Regions from separate parts of the Mus musculus genome. Here region 1 is linked to region 2. Evidence: chromatin contacts called from public Hi-C data. All regions are on one chromosome and are shown on one strand. Each heading gives the region's core, a stretch centred on a gene start, on an enhancer-like site or on the middle of the called end of the contact. The rest is flanking DNA. Distances are from core to core; before and after follow the strand shown. Region 1 overlaps Mgll (monoglyceride lipase). Region 2 has its middle 16 kb from the start of Copg1.

Region 1 (7,677 bases), core at 2,340-4,839, 860 kb after region 2:
CTTACCATGTGGATTGCAGTCGGTCTGCAGGTGAGGGCAGGTGTGATTTAAGACCAGAGTCTGTAATTGGACAATGAAAATGTAAGGTGAGGTTGAGAGTTTCAGGGACAGAGGACAGGGGACAGAGAGGAAGGGCAGAGAGGATGGATAGGAAGATAGGGAGTGGTTCAGAGGCAGGCAAACGGAACTGCAGGGAACAGGGAAGAACTGGGCTTGTAGCTCCCATTGGGGGAGGGGTAACCATGTCACCAGAACGGAGCTGGCGATATAGAGTGGATTTTTATTTAATATTATATGTGCAACACTTACAGGTAACGTTTTCTTAATTCTTACACTTTGGGGTTGGGATAGATTACTTCATAGGGCAAGGAGAAAAGGGAAGGGAATTCACCGAGATTATTCACACATCAAATGTAGCATATTGATTAAAGATCTGTGTCTGTTCTGGGGAAAGTGGGAAAAAGCATCACCCATACCGCCCCAGGTGACAAGCTGCCCCACTCAGACTCCAGATGCTGGCAACTTCAGCTCCTAGTTCCTTGGCAAGTTCCCTCTGATGGGCAGGGCCACAGTTGGGGTCAAGAGGTCCTATATTCTCCTGCACTGGGCATCCATGGTTGCTCCTTGCCCTGGAGTCAACCTTTTTGTTCCTTTCACCAAGTGGCCCTCAGTCCCTACAAAGTGCAACTTTGAATCAGGAGAGAGAGAGTCAGGAATGGCAAGCACACTGGGTGGGAGTCCCGCTGTCCAGAGGACAATGCTCATTTGGTGATGGAGACGCCCCTACAGTGCTTGTGCGCTTCTTGTGACAGAGGCTGGAGTGCACTCTGTAATTACAGGATTACCCAGCGCTGCCCTGACCTGCTGGCTCCAGGCAGAAGTGCCTCTCTTCATCTGCCTGGAGAAGATGCTAAGTGGATGGGGCTGAGCCAGACCCAACCGCGCTCTCTTCTCCAGAATGATGGTCTCCTCCTGTTCCATGCACTTGGTCTCTAGGTTGTTCCTTCATGCTTTGTTCTCTGAGGCCACTGTGACACCATTGGAGGGAGCCTCTAGCACCTGATGGCTGGCTGGCGTCTAGCTTTAAGCCTTAGGTTTGGGCAAGTGTTGAACCTCTCCATTGCTGTCAGTATTTGTAGATAGCCACATGGCTGAGACTCCAGATCCCAAGCCCTGCCATGGCCTTGTTAGACAAGCCCTCCCTCTCCTCCATCTCTAACCTCTCGTGAAGGCCAGGCTAAAACCCAGTGCCAACCCCACCATCCTCAAGATTTTTTCTGTGGCGCTGTGGAGTGTAGGGCGGGGCTGTGAGGGGGGTGCATGGGCCATGGGCTGGCAAGGGCGGTGTTTGCAAACCAGGCTCACTGGTGGCTCTGTGATAAGCATGAGCCCAGTCGCTCACAGCTCTTCTCCAGCTCCCCAGAGTTGGGCTGTCCCGAGGGACCTCTGTGCCTCCTTTCCCCGACCACCTTGGTTCCTCCTCCCTCTGCCTTCTCTCTCTGTCTGGAGTAGTGCCAGTACCAACCTGAAACACTTCCTCCCACCTATGCAAATCTATCTGGGGAAGAAGCCACTTGCTAGAAGCTAATTCAGACGCCACAGTCCTTCTTCCTCCTGCCACCCCATAGCACCCGCCTCACACTGGGCAGGCACGTGGCTATCCAGGATAAGGATCCCTCCCAGCCATCTGGAGCTAGCTAGATGCAGAGATGAAGAACTTGCACATCGTCACCATGTCCACCTCTTCCTACTGGTAGACATTTTGTTCTCGGAGGTCAGCCTGGCTGCTGCTTCTCCCCAGGCAGGCTGTAAGCCAGGTCTTTGCCTCTTTCTTGCTTCCCAGTTTGCACGTCCTGCGATCAGGTCATCTGCTTTCAGATTATGTCAACGTCTCCATTTCCCTGTACCAATTCTGAACGTATGCCACTTGGGGCTAGGCGTCACCGCTCCACCTTATTTGCTTAGCTGACACGGGCCTAGGGTATCTTCACATAGGCTCTTCTGCCATACTTTCTGGTGACATCACCTCCATGAGGATCAGGGTGGCCCAGCTCTGGCACATGAGTTGCATGATGGGCACTGGCTGCTTAGGCTTGCCCCGGCCTTCTCTGCTTTTCCTCTGTGTCGCCCAGGCTCCTACTCACAGGTCACTTAGTGTGGTCATTTCCACTCACCAGGCATAGAGCAGGTGGAGGGAGGGAGGCCATGGGCACTCTTCCAGGGAGGGTGTGTGTGTGTGTGTGTGTGTAGAGCTGCCATGTGGCAAAGGCTAGGGAGAGGAGGGATCCTGTGAAGCCATGGTTGGCATTGCCCCAAAGGCTGGTTGGTGCTGGATCTCAGCCCTTGCCCTTTCACCCAGTGTCCTCAGGAGCGTTTGTCTGTCTTCTAGAAGGAAAGACAGGGCAGAGGTGCCAAATGGAAAGCCAGGCAGAGTTGAAGCCACAGATCTGTGTCTTCACTGCTTCACTGCTGGCTGGCTGGGGACATTGGGCGTGACATGAGAGGCAAGGAAGGCCATCCCAGAAGCGGTGGAGTCGAAGAAGACTGAGGTTGTCCCTGCCTGATGGTGACGGACATGGAGAGAGGGGAGGATCTACAGAGTCCCACTGCTTGACAGGAGAGCCTGCACCACTCAGGGGCCCAGTGGGCACATGTCTCCTGGGCACTTAGTCCCTGCTCAGGAAATGCTGGGCTGCTCTGAGCCTACAGGTCCCCAAGTCATTTGGGAACACTCAGTGGAGTGGATCTGAAGTGAATCAGTAGGAGAAATGGAGAGTGGGCTCTCATAGCCCAGAATGGCCAGCCAACCACATAACATTTGTGAAGAAAGCAGCCATGGTTCACTCTGTCTACTCGCCACGGGAGGGAAGACATAGGCTTTGCTGTAACACCTGTTGTTACCCACCCCACCCCCAACCCTGAGAACTTTGGCCCTACTGTGCACAGTCCAGCAGCGCTGCTATTTTTAATCCCTTACCTCCATTTAGAAGCACCTCCGTATTCTTTTGCCTATTTTAAGAATTTCCACAAGTTCCTTCCCCTCATCGGAAGCTGTTATTTTTCCTGCTGGTGCATTAGCACAGCAAACCGTCTTGCTTTTAAGTAGGGCATCCCTTCTGGGCAATTTTCTTTTTTTTAAAGACTGTTGGAATGGCAGAGATTTTTCTGATGAGAAGAGTGGAGGCTGCCGCCGTGCTGAGGTTGGTTTTTCCGACCGCTTAAGGGATAAATTCCCCCAGTGGCTCTAAGAATGTTCTGCAGATACAAATCTGGCTTTGTTTGCTGATGGAGTCTGAGAGGGCAGGTAGCAAAATAAGCCCCTTTGTGAATGGAAGCCTTGTCCACCACAGTCTGTCGGCACCTTTAGGTTCGGCTCGCAATCCCAGGGGCACTCTGACCATGCCAGTGACCCAGGCTCTTGATGTCTTTGTGTAAAGAGGTAAAATGGTCTTTAGTGGTGCAAGTTTTCACAGCTGAGATTACAAGATGACCCTTGACCCACATTTTAGAGTCATCCAAGGTTCCTGTTGGGAGGAGGCTCTTTTCAGTTCTCAGAGCCATGTTAGTGTGGGGGCGGGGCGGGGCGGGCCCGGAATGCTCATGGGTGAAACACTGTGCTCTGTGTGTCTGAGGGCTTCATAAAGAGCCAGGTGCCACAGGCTCTCCTGCCAGGCCTACCAATCCCTTGGTGCTGCTGGCCGCCCGGTTCTAGTCTCATTTACCAAATCCTTGTGGCCTCAGCGAAGAGAGAGAGGTGAGGTCCACATTAGATTCTTTATGTTTGATCTTAGCATTCTCAGCATGCAGGAAGAGAGGAAGGGAAAGCAAGCAGGAGGGAAGGAAGAGACAGGGAAGGAAGGAAAGGGTGGGAGGGAGAGAGGGATGAAATACAGAAGGAAATGGAAGAAAGAAGAGGAGGACCTAAAAGTTGGGAAAGCACAGATTTGAGCATGGAATGTCTTTATAATCGCAGGCAAGGGGACTTGCAGGAGACTTCTGGAGAGTTAAAGGGTGTGCTGGTTCGCTGTCAATAAAAACTGGGTCACCAGGGAAGAGGGAACCTCACTTGAGAAATACCTTCCTAGTATTGGCCTATAAGCAAGTCTTTGGAGGTGTTTTCTTGGTCACTAACTGGTCCCTGCCCACCCTGGTGCGTCTCCCAGGGTAGGTGGTTCTGGATGGTATAAGAAAGTAAACTGAGCAAGCCATGCGGAGCAAGCCAGTAAGCAGCACCCCTCCATGGCCTTTGCTTTCGGTTCCTGCTTCCAGGCTCCTGCCCTGGCTTCCCTCAGTGATGGAGGGTGGCCTGAGAGTTGTGAGCTAAGATAAACCCACTTTTGCTCAAGTAGCCTTTGGTCATGATGGTTATCATAGCAGAGGAAAGTGAAATCGGACTAGGGGGGTGGAGTTTGTGGAAGGTGGAGGAAATGAAGAAACTGTGTTGTTGGCCATCCATAGCCTTTGGCTGAAGTTCCCTCCTCAAAGCAGGCCAGTTTCCCGGGCTGTTCACAGGCCGCTGACTGTGGGCATTTGCCTTCCATCACGCTCCACTTTCCTCTGCCTCGCAGCACTGGGTCCAGACCTAGAGACACTACAGTCATGACTGTTCTCCTGTGCGACTTTATAAGATAGTCTAGGTGCTGAAGAACCTTGCTGCTGACTCCTCTCCCTTGCTCTCTGCATCCCCTGCTTGCTTCTCGTGATACCATCCAGTGATTTTTGTGGAGTAAGCTTCCTGGCTTCCACATGTGAGGGGGAGCATTCAATACATGGCTGTCTGTGCCTGGCTCAGTTCATCTAACACGGCGTCCCACAGTTCCATCCACATTGCCGCAGATGGTACCGTTTCGTCCCTTTTCATGGCTGGGTAATATTCACTATATCTTCTTTGTCCATCCATTCTACTCAGTGAACAAGAGCTTGCTATGAGTCTCTCTCTGCTGTACTGGTTTCTTCTTTTGCAGGGACATACCTAGGGATGGTCTACAGATGGGTCATGTAGTAGTTCTGTTTCTAGTGTCTTGTGGATGCCCCCCTCACCTTCTACTGGCCACACTAATGTATATTCCTACCAAGAGCATGTGGCCAGCATCTGTATTTTGTTTTTATTCATCACTGTTATGATTATTTGACCCACGTGTGGGGTACTGTGTGATCTCTCAGTACTTCTTTGTTGTCTGGAAGGAGAGCGAGACAGCTCCAGAGGACCACATGTAGCAGTCGGGTGTAGCACTGATGGGACTGGTTTTCAGTGGCCCCGGTGTGACACACGCTCAGTCTACATCTGTGTCTTTCTCCTTCATCATGTGGAAATGCTGGCGATGCATGGGGTCAGGTGAGGCTGTCACTACGGTGGCACTCACTAGGTCTTGAGTGGGCAGAGTGTCAACGAGCATCTTTGCTAATGTTCTGTTGCCGTGACTCAGTGAATGGTTGGGGGTTGTTGGTCTGTGAGGGCTCCACCTGACAGGTGTCTGTTGTCCTTGGCTGGACCTTTGAGGTCTGTTGTAGTGGCTGGCCTGTGAGTAGGGCAGGCTGTGAAGGTGCTTGCTGGTTGCAGATGGCTTTACCCACCAGCTCAGCAGTTGGAGGCTGTGGTAGGACCACCCCAGTGCTTCTCCGTCTGGCCTTATCCTTCAGCCTAGCTCAGACTTGTTCTGGGGATAGCAGTATTTCAGGGGTCTGTAAGCCAGCTTTCTGGAACTATGTCCTATATCTGAGACAAGTCAAATTAAAAGAAGGAAAAGGTTTATTCTGGTTTATCCTGGTTTCCATGCAGGGTTGCATGGCCCAGCAGCTGTGGGCCTGTGAGAGCCCAGAGCCATGGTGAGCATCACAGAGAGCCCAGAGTTCATCACTCGTGAGCTGCTCCAGGGCAGGATTCATCTCACATGTTTGCTCCATCTTCTCCAGTGTCCTCCCCCACTCCTAGAACACATTAGGACACCAAAGTGTTTGTTAAAACTCATGAGTCCGCCTCCCTGTGTTCTCAGTGGGATGACTGGCCATTCCTAGAGCCTCCAAGGCTGTTGAGTTTTAGGACAGGAGGCATTGTACTCAGAAGGGATAGACTATGGGTGTCATTTCAGGAGTGGGGACATTGAGAAGAGCCCTGCACTAGGTAGCAGCCCTTGACCAACCTTGCTGTGAGGTGGGCCGCTGCCTGGGAAGACTCGTGTGTGTGTGTGTGTGTGTGTGTGTGTGTGTGTGTGTGTGTGTGTGTGTGTGTAGATGCAGATTACAGCTGCTTTCCATTCCTGCCTGGGAACCAGATGGATAGCAGGACCTAGGGGTGGACTTTGCTGTCCTATTTTAACAGGAGGGTAGACTTCGCATGTAACTGTACCTTGCAAGAGAGCAGGGGAGGGTCCACAAACACACTGGACCATCCTCTTCTATGGCACAGTTTTCTCCAGGCACCTCCCCTGTGTCGAGTTTCTCTGTGGAGATGCCGTGGTGGTCAGGGAGACAGTGCCAGGCCTCTGGGGAGTCTGCTAGGAAGAGTTAGGATTCTGTGTTGGTGCTTGAGGGAGAAACTCAGGCAGGTTTCATCTGGGTCTTAGCGGTAAAAAAAAAAGGAACCACTTTTTTATTGTCATGGAGGTGGGAAGAGAAATGGGAACCTTTGAAACTGAAACGCGCTTTGGAAATGAGTCCTACTACGCGGCAGGTAAACATGGAGTGAGTGATGTTTTTTTGTGGGGGGGGGGTGCACAGATAGGAACAGCTGATGTATTTGTGTGCATGGATACCTCTAACAAAATGCCACAGACCGTTGGCTTTAAAAATTGAAATTGATTTCCTGACAGTTTTGGAGCTTGGCAGTCCTAGATCAAGGTGTGGGCGGGGCTGGCTTCTCGGAGGCCACCGCCCCCTGAGTACAGAAGGCAGCCTTCTCGCTGTGTCCCACACCCCTGCACATTTGGTTCATTCTGCTTAATTTTAACAGCCTGTTTAACTTGTGCGGTGATTTGGGCCTGGTGTGTGGGCCTGGGTGGAAGCTGTCAGAGTCTCAGGGCACTTGAGGTTGGTTGTTGCGGACGGCGCCGTACATTCAAAGCGACGGGAAGGATCTTCCCAGCTCCATATGGCTGAGTTTTTAGACTTGGATGAGCAGCCTGCCTTTCCACATCTGTGCTTCTCTGGGGGACCCTGGGGAAAACCCCAGCCTGTGGGGCTGTCCCTTGCTGTGCTGTCTCAGTCCAAGACAAGGGCAGTGGCAGGCAAAAGTTGGGAGCATTCCAGAAGTCACCCCTGTCTCTAGAAAGTGCGGCCCTGGCTTGGCCTTCCTGGGGTTTCCCCACCCCTTCTGGCTTATTTTCAGCCCCAGGGATGCGTGGGGCTCAGAGTTGCTCTTAATAAGACATAAATTCTCTTTGTCTTCCTCAGTGTTGTCTGCAGCCAACGTTGGTGGTCAAGCTCACTGATGGCTGACAAGACAGAATGTTCTGGATGGTTCCCAGACACAGTCTTCCTTCTTGTTTCCGGGATGGGTCATACCACTCGAGGCTGCAGCACCCATCTGACAGTCACAACAGGACAAGAGTGATGGCAGTAAAGAGTAGGGAGAGGCTGGGAGCCCTCAGCCTCTCGTGGATAGGCTGATCCACACGAGGCAAGCGGCTGTTCATCTCAGCCACACTGGGTTCTGACACTTTGGGCCTGGTAGAGCCAAGC
Region 2 (7,578 bases), core at 3,945-6,444:
TTATCCCTAAATTAAAAAGAAAAAAGAAACTTCCAATGGGCTCAGAACTTCCAGTGAGCCTGGCACTCCAAAAACATAGGCTGAAAGATTATGAGTCTAAGACCAGCCCTCCATAGATAGCAAGACTTTGTCACAATAAATACATAAAAAAATGGACATGTTGACTCCTGCCTGTAATCAAGAGTTCAAGTCCATGATAGGCTACAGAGCAAAGTTAGGGCAGCCTGTATTACACAGGGCCTTGTCCTGATAAGTTAAAACGAGGGCCTGGCCTGGTATTTATGAAGCCAAGGACTGTCCTCAATACTAATAAACTGCATGGTGCCACATGCCCATAATCTTAATTCCAACCCCCCAAGAGACGGAGGCAGGAGGTCATCTTTACCTACACAGAGAGTTTAAGCAAATGTGCAGGAGAGAAGCACAAGTTCAAGGCCATTGTGAGTTTCAGACCAGCCTGGCAGGACATAGTAAGGCCCTATACAAACAAGCAAAAACAAGCAAACAAACAGCTAGCTTAGAATTGGCAAATCCACAGAAGCAAAGTAAGTAGAGATTACCAGGTGGTATAGGGAAGGGAAGAGAGAGCCATTTTCCCTTTGGAATGTTGGAAACAACGATCATTGCATGTATTGCAATTTATGTAATCAGTGTTACTGAGCTGAACGTGTAAAAAATGATTTAAGAAATACAAAAGGAAGGTCTGAGGTGGCAAAATGGTTAAAACGTGTCATAATAGTTGGCCAACAAGACAAAAGAGAAAGGGGTCCACACTTCTATGGCCCCACAGCGTCACAGAGCTGAAACGCACATCCCTGTAACTGACCAGCCCGATGCAAGCTCCCTCCACCCTCCCAGACTCTTCCCTCAGGAGCTGCCTCTTCAGATCCTTCCTCTTCCAGCTCTTCCAGCTGCTGGGCCCATCTTGGCCTGAGGCCGAGCTGCTGGCCCAGCTCCACAAGCCTCTCTGGTTTCCTCCATGACTCATTCCCTTCTCTTAGTGGCCCAGTAGTCTCTGCCACGCACAGCCCTAACCTGCCCTGTCATCCTGAGCTCTGAGTCACCTGGCTCCAGCAGGACTTTCTGCTCAGACATTAGATGGACCAAGAGAAAGAGAAAGGACCTTGGGAAAATAAGAAGCACCCTCAGAAAATGTGCACCGCTCTTCATGAAACTGCCAGGGGGCTAGCCAGGGGGTGTGCCATCTGCTAAGGGCAGGAACTCTTGGGGCCCCTCTCTGGACATGCTTCCTCTTCTATAAGATAAGTGCTCACGCTGAGATCTCCAGGGGTGTTTTCCGTTCAGGGATTTTAAATAAAGATTCCAGGAGGCCATGGGTGTTCTCGCTTTGGTTTGGTGCTGGGGTCTGAACCAATGGTTTCTCCTATGCTAAGTGCACACTTTAACCACTGAGTCACAGTCCAGTCAGGGGTCCACAGTTTTGGACTAAGCATCTCCAACAGACCAAGCCAAAAAAAAAAAAAAAAAAAAAAATCAGAATGGAACCACTCACAGTAAAGTTCCAGTTACCAAGTGAAACCCATAGGTTTATCTGACTTTCTGAGAAATTAGCATTAGCGAGATAACACAGGATTTCCTGACAGACAGCATCAGTCAGAGCAGTAATGATGCTCCCCCTGCCTCCATCCTCACACAGGAGTAACCCGGACGGTAACTCACTCATCCATCGGCTCCCCATTGCTCTGTCACAAGAACGGAGCTGAAATCACCAGTCCATTTTGGGGGTTGTTTTTCTCTGCTGTCTTTGATCTGTTCATAAAACCAACTTCCTTCACTTGGACCACCACAAACTGACTGTGTTTTAGGGAGTGAAGCTTTGTTTGTTTTTATTTACCTTTTGTTTTGTTTTGTTTTTAAAGATGTATTTATTTATTATATGTAAGTACATTGTAGCTCTCTTCAGACACTCCAGAAGAGGGAGTCAGATCTTGTTACAGATGGTTGTGAGCCACCATGTGGTTGCTGGGATTTGAACTCCGGACCTTCAGAAGAGCAGTCGGGTGCTCTTACCCACTGAGCCATCTCACCAGCCCCTACCTTTTGTTTTAAGGCAGGGTCTCATACAGCCCAGTCTGGCTTCGAGTTCCTGATCCTCCAGTCTCCATCTCCCACATGCTGGGGTAGGAGATGCACACCACCATGCCTGCTTTCGAAGGCTATTGCTGCTGCTGCTGCTGCTGCTGCTGCTGCTGCTGCTGCTGCTGCTGCTGCTGCTGCTGCTATGAGATCTTGAATCCGGAGCCCTGTCCATCCTACAAGTGCTTTACCACTGAGCTTCATCGCCAGCCCGCATTTTACTTTTTGTGGCTGGATCTCATTAAATGACCTAAGCTGGCCTTGAACTCTAGGCCAGCACAGGCTACAGATGACCTAATTTCAAAAGAAAGAAAGAAAAGGAGTGGAGGAGAGTCCTCATGTGAATTGTTGACAGTGGGGAAACTTAAGAAAAAAAAAAAATGTTTTCCCCCAGTTCTGGGTACAGGTCCTTATCAGTGTAAACACACAGGTCGTGCCTCAGACACTGTGAGGGTAAACATGTCTTCTCAGTATAACATACAGGCTCCATACAAGCATGGTCCTGATCCACAGTATGACCAGAGTGCAGAAATCACACCTATAACTGATAGGCTAGGCTTATTAGATTGCAAGTGCCCTAGGCAAATTGGGCTCAAAGATGGACACACTGTCCCCTAAAATTCTCCTAACCCTTTATTTATTTATTTATTTATTTATTTATTTAATGTATTGAGTACACTGTATCTCATTCCATCCCAAAGATTTACTTATTACTATACATAAGTACACTGTAGCTGACTTCAGACACATCAGAAGAGGGCGTCAGATCTCATTACAGATGGTTGTGAGCCACCATGTGGTTGCTGGGATTTGAACTCAGGACCTTCAGAAGAACAGTCAGTGCTCTTAACTGCTGAGCCATCTCACCAGCCCCCAATTCTCCTAACCCTTAAAGGTTGACAGAGTTTCTCACTAAGGGATCTTGGTCTCCCCCTGTTGATTCCAGTCTTCAGTGAGCCGACTGTTAAGGGGCTGCAGTAGGAACATTTGACATAATACCCACCTAGAAATGTTGGTACTCTACAGTGTGATTGTCCTTTGAGACAGGGTCTCAGTAACCTAGACTCTGTCTCTGTCTTGTTCTTTCTCTTTCTCTCTTTCTCTCTCCTCCCTCTCCTCCTCCCTTTAGTTTTTCCGAGACAGACAGAGTTTCTCTGTGTATCCGTGTATCCTGGCTGTCCTGGAATTTGCTCTGTAGACTAGGCCAACCTTGAACTGACAAAGAACCACCTGTCTTTGCCTCCAAAGTGCAGGGATTAAAGGCGTGTGCCACCACGCCCAGTTCAAGGATCCCAGACTCTGGATCCTTCTGCCTTAGTCCCTGGAGTGCTGGTAATACGTGTCAACCATTATATATTATTTACACAGGAAAGACAAAAGAAAAGTAGAAAACACATAGATTGTGCTCTTCACGCTGTTATTACTCTTCACTTCGGCAGATGGAATTAGAATTGGGGAGATGGGCTGGTGAGATGGCTCAGCAGTTAAGAGCACTGACTGCTCTTCTGAAGGTCCTGAGTTCAAATCCCAGCAACCACATGGTGGCTCACAACCACCTGTAATGAGATCTGATGCCCTCTTCTGGTGTGTCTGAAGTCAGCTACGGTGTACTTATGTATAATAATAAATAAATCTTAAAAAAAGAAAAGAATTCGGGAGATGGAGTCAGAATTGACTTTCATCTAGGTTCAGATTATACTGCTTGTAACGATTCCTTTTATTTATTTATGAATCTCATTTGTGGCTTTTTGTTTGTTTGTTTGTTTGTTTGTTTTCCAAGAGAGGGGGTTTCTCTTTGTAACAGCCCCGGCTGTCCTGGACCTTGCTTCGTACACCAGGCTGGCCTTGCACTCACAGAGATCCACCTGCTTGTGCCTTTCAAGTGACAGGATTAAAGTCAAGCACTGCCACACCCAACTATGCTTTACATAACTAATGAGATTCAGCACTACTCATAAAAACAAGGAATTGAACTGATTTTGCAGTTCTCTCAAATCTTAAGATAAATAGACAGAGGTTGTAAAGGTTTGCTTGTTTTGTTTTGCTTTCCTTTTTCATTATTTGCATCAAGATGTCATGTAAGCCTGGCTAAACTGGAACTCACTATGTAGACCAGGCTAGACCGAACCCATAGAGCTCTGCCTGTTTCTGTCTCCCAGGTTCTAGTACCAAAGGCGTGCACAACCATGCCCAGCATAAAGGGATATTTTTATAATTTTTTTCTTTTTTCTTTTCCTTTGTTCTTTTTTTTCTCTTTTTAAAAATTTTTTTCTTTTTTAAAAATTTTTAGAAATATTTTTATAATTTAAATGGCAGGGTAAAAATATTAAATTGTCAGGACTGAATATACAGCTCAGCTTGTTGCACAAACGTGAGGTCCTGAGTGTGGTCCCCAGTACCTATGTAAGAAAAAGAAAAAAAAAAAAAGGTAGATGTGATGCCACACCCTTGAGGTCACAGCTCTCCGGAGGCAGACAGACTCCTAGAGCTTGGTGGCCGGTCAGCTGACTGAATCAGTTCCAGGTCAGTGAAGGACCTTCAGAAGCTGAGGTAGATGGCCCCTGAGGAACAACACCCAACCTTCGGGAACACCACACGCAAGAACATGCACACCCACATATGAAAAACCTAAGTAGAGATGTCTGCTTTCATTACAGATATAAAAGTGAACATGTACGTGGATAGGACTGCTAATAGGAATCTTCTCACGACATCAAGACAAGTGGGAGATGTGACCCCAGGCTTGTGCTTGTGTTATTTCAACTTCATCAGAATTCATCCTCTGTAGGTGAAGACTCACGGGAGAGCCTGAGATTTTTCTGGCTCTGACTCATTTTTCAAATTATAAAAATTCCCTCTTCTGTCCTGCTTTTCCTTTTTCTATGTTAGGGATGGAGCCAGGGTCTCCTAGATGCTATGCATAACAACCTCCTTCTTTTATCCACAGGCTGATAGGCCATCCCTAAAACACAGTCAGGCAAGCTGCTGACCTTTGGAAAGGGAATCAAAGGCTATATTGAGAAAGGACTTGTAACCAGGCTTGGCTGCTCCAGGAGTTATTTAGAGCAACCCCTTGCTCAGTTACATCCCAGTGTAGGGGCCACAGGGGTCATTGGGACATGCTGACAGCTGCTGTGTTCTGGGCACACAGAGGATCTGCACCAAGCTAGGTCTCGGGAAGGAAGCCATGGGACTTCCTCACAGGCTGTGCCAGGCAAGCACATGCCATTCAAACAGATCACTGCCCCCACAAGGCTAAAAAGAAAAGTCACTGCTAAATGGGCTCATGTCACCTGGCTCCAATCTCCAGAAGCAGCAGAAAATAAAGTGACAAATATTCAAATTGCGGTATATTCTAAGTGTTCATTATTTTATTGTATTATCTTACTTTCGAGATAGCTTCTCTATGTAGCACTGGCTGGCCTGGAACCTTTCTCTCTCTCTCTCTCTCTCTCTCTCTCTCTCTCTCTCATGTGTGTGTGTGTGTACATATACACATACATAACATACATACATACATACACTCACATAAATATACAATCAGTATGACCTCAAACTTGCAGCAATGCTCCTGCCTCTGTCTACTGAGTGCTTCGTGCACGCAGTACCCTATTGAGATAGGGTTTCTCTGTATACCCTTGGCTGTCCTGAACTTCTTCTGTAGACCAGACTGGCTTCAAACTTAGAGATCCACCTGCCTCTGCCTCCTGAGTGCTGGGATTAAAGGCGTGCACCACCGCATAATAATAGTGTTCTTTTTTTTTTAATAGTGTTCTTAAAAAAATATGACAACTGTGTATGTGTTGAAAGTATGCATACCTGGGAACAAATGAGTGTACAAGGTCAAAGATGGACATTGCATATCTGCCTCAGTCAATCTACCTTTGTAAAGGGAATCTCATTTATTTATTTTTCAATGTGTGTTTTGCCTGCATGTATATGTGTAGCATTTCATGCAGTACTCCAGTAGACCACAAGAGGATGTCAGAACCTTCTAGAACTGGAATTACAGGCAGTTGTGAGCTGCCCCGTGGTGCTGAGAACCGAACCCAGATTCTTTGCAACAGAGCAAATGTTTTTATCTGCTGAGCCATCTCTCTAGCCCCACTTTCCAGCTCCCTCCACACCCTCATGAGACAGGGTTTCTCTGTATAGCTCTGGCTGTCCTAGAACTAACTCTGTGGAGCTGACTGGTCTTGAATATAAAGATCTACTTGGCCTTGCCTCTCAAGTGCTGTGAATAAAGGTGAGTCAGTTTCCATGGACCTGGAGCTCACTGATTAAACTGTCTGGCCACAGAGATTCAGAGATCTGCCAGCCTCTGTCTCCTGAGCCTTGGGATCACAGTCACTCAACACCTGTAGCTGGGGATCCGAACTCAGGGTCTCCTGCTTGCATGGCAAACACTCTAGTGACTGAGCCATCTCCCCAGCCCCAAAAGTGCTCTCCTAAAAAAAAATCAATTATATATAAATAATATATATATGTATATATGTGTGTGCATACTTAAGTATATACATATATGCATATACCTTTATGGATATGTAAGAAAGATAGGAAATGGGATGAGCTTATTTGTTTGTTTACTTTGAGACAGACTTTCACCATGTGATCCACGCTGGCATTACACTCACAGGAATCCTCTACCTCACCATCCCAAGAGCTAGGATGACAGGTTTGAACTGTCACATCTGGCAAGCTTGTTTTTAAGTAGTATGTTGGTTACGTTATTGGGAGTGTGGTCATGATTGAAGGAGAGCATGCCAGGCATAAGTGTTGCCACTTGCCCACCCTCCCAACACAAGGATTTTGTCTTTTGACCTTTCTAGGTAAAGCACATCAGATTTTAAAGTAACAGCACCAAGAGGTAGTTTAAAAACATTCTAATAAATTCAGAAGAAAGTACTTTATGGACTCTGTATATGTTATATGCAATATATGCCAGGTGTTGGTTTGAAACAAGAATACAAGTTCAGGGTAATATGAGACACATCTTCTTTTAGTTCTTTGAGTGTGTCTCTGACTCACCAACAGCCTTTTATGGAGATCATGGTCTTGGAGAATGCACGGTCTGGCCACTTGCCCCTGGCAGGCCCTGCAGTGGGAAACCAGATCTGCATGGAGCCAATGGAGGCTGTGACTCAGAAGGAAAGGACTCTGTTGGGAACTGCAGTCTCATGCCTTGTGGGGACTCTAAGCTATATCCTCCATGCAAGGTGGAGATAGTAATAGAGCCTTTACAGGGTTGTACAGGGTAGCCAAGTTAACACATAGGAAAGCCTTTAGCATGGAGCTCACCATATGTGTGGCTCAAACATTTGCTTTTTGGATGGACTGCCCCCCACATTGGACTCAGTGGTGATATTGGACAATGGCTGTGAAAACATGCTGGTTATGATTGGAAATGGATGACTGCATGATCTCTGATTGTCTTACTCTCTTCTTCCTTTAAGCAATTTTCAGAGAGAGCTTCTCAGAACA

What was found. A called contact is a pair of places that touch in the nucleus more often than the background predicts.
Region 1: a Hi-C map of liver shows a contact between it and region 2, with 2.5 times the contacts expected there. The contact joins two enhancer-like sites. A contact is called at or near these places in 1 of 39 promoter capture datasets (cranial neural crest) and 1 of 484 Hi-C or Micro-C datasets (liver).

What each region holds. Positions count from the first base shown.
Region 1 is chr6:88,729,937-88,737,613 of GRCm38.p6, forward strand. The region is part of intron 2 of Mgll (monoglyceride lipase); the gene reads left to right. It overlaps Gm26588 (a long non-coding RNA gene), which reads right to left. Exons shown (of 5, transcript XR_377840.3): 2 at 1-7,677. Among named protein-coding and RNA genes, the nearest start is that of Gm26588, 8.8 kb to the right of the region's middle. Within about 2 kb of position 3,590, at least 62 of the 459 cell types and tissues checked have an H3K27ac peak or open chromatin away from gene starts, as enhancers often do. A contact at or near this core is called in liver, where this site is marked.
Region 2 is chr6:87,868,092-87,875,669 of GRCm38.p6, forward strand. No RefSeq gene overlaps it. Among named protein-coding and RNA genes, the nearest start is that of Copg1, 16 kb to the right of the region's middle. Within about 2 kb of position 5,195, at least 24 of the 459 cell types and tissues checked have an H3K27ac peak or open chromatin away from gene starts, as enhancers often do. A contact at or near this core is called in liver, where this site is marked.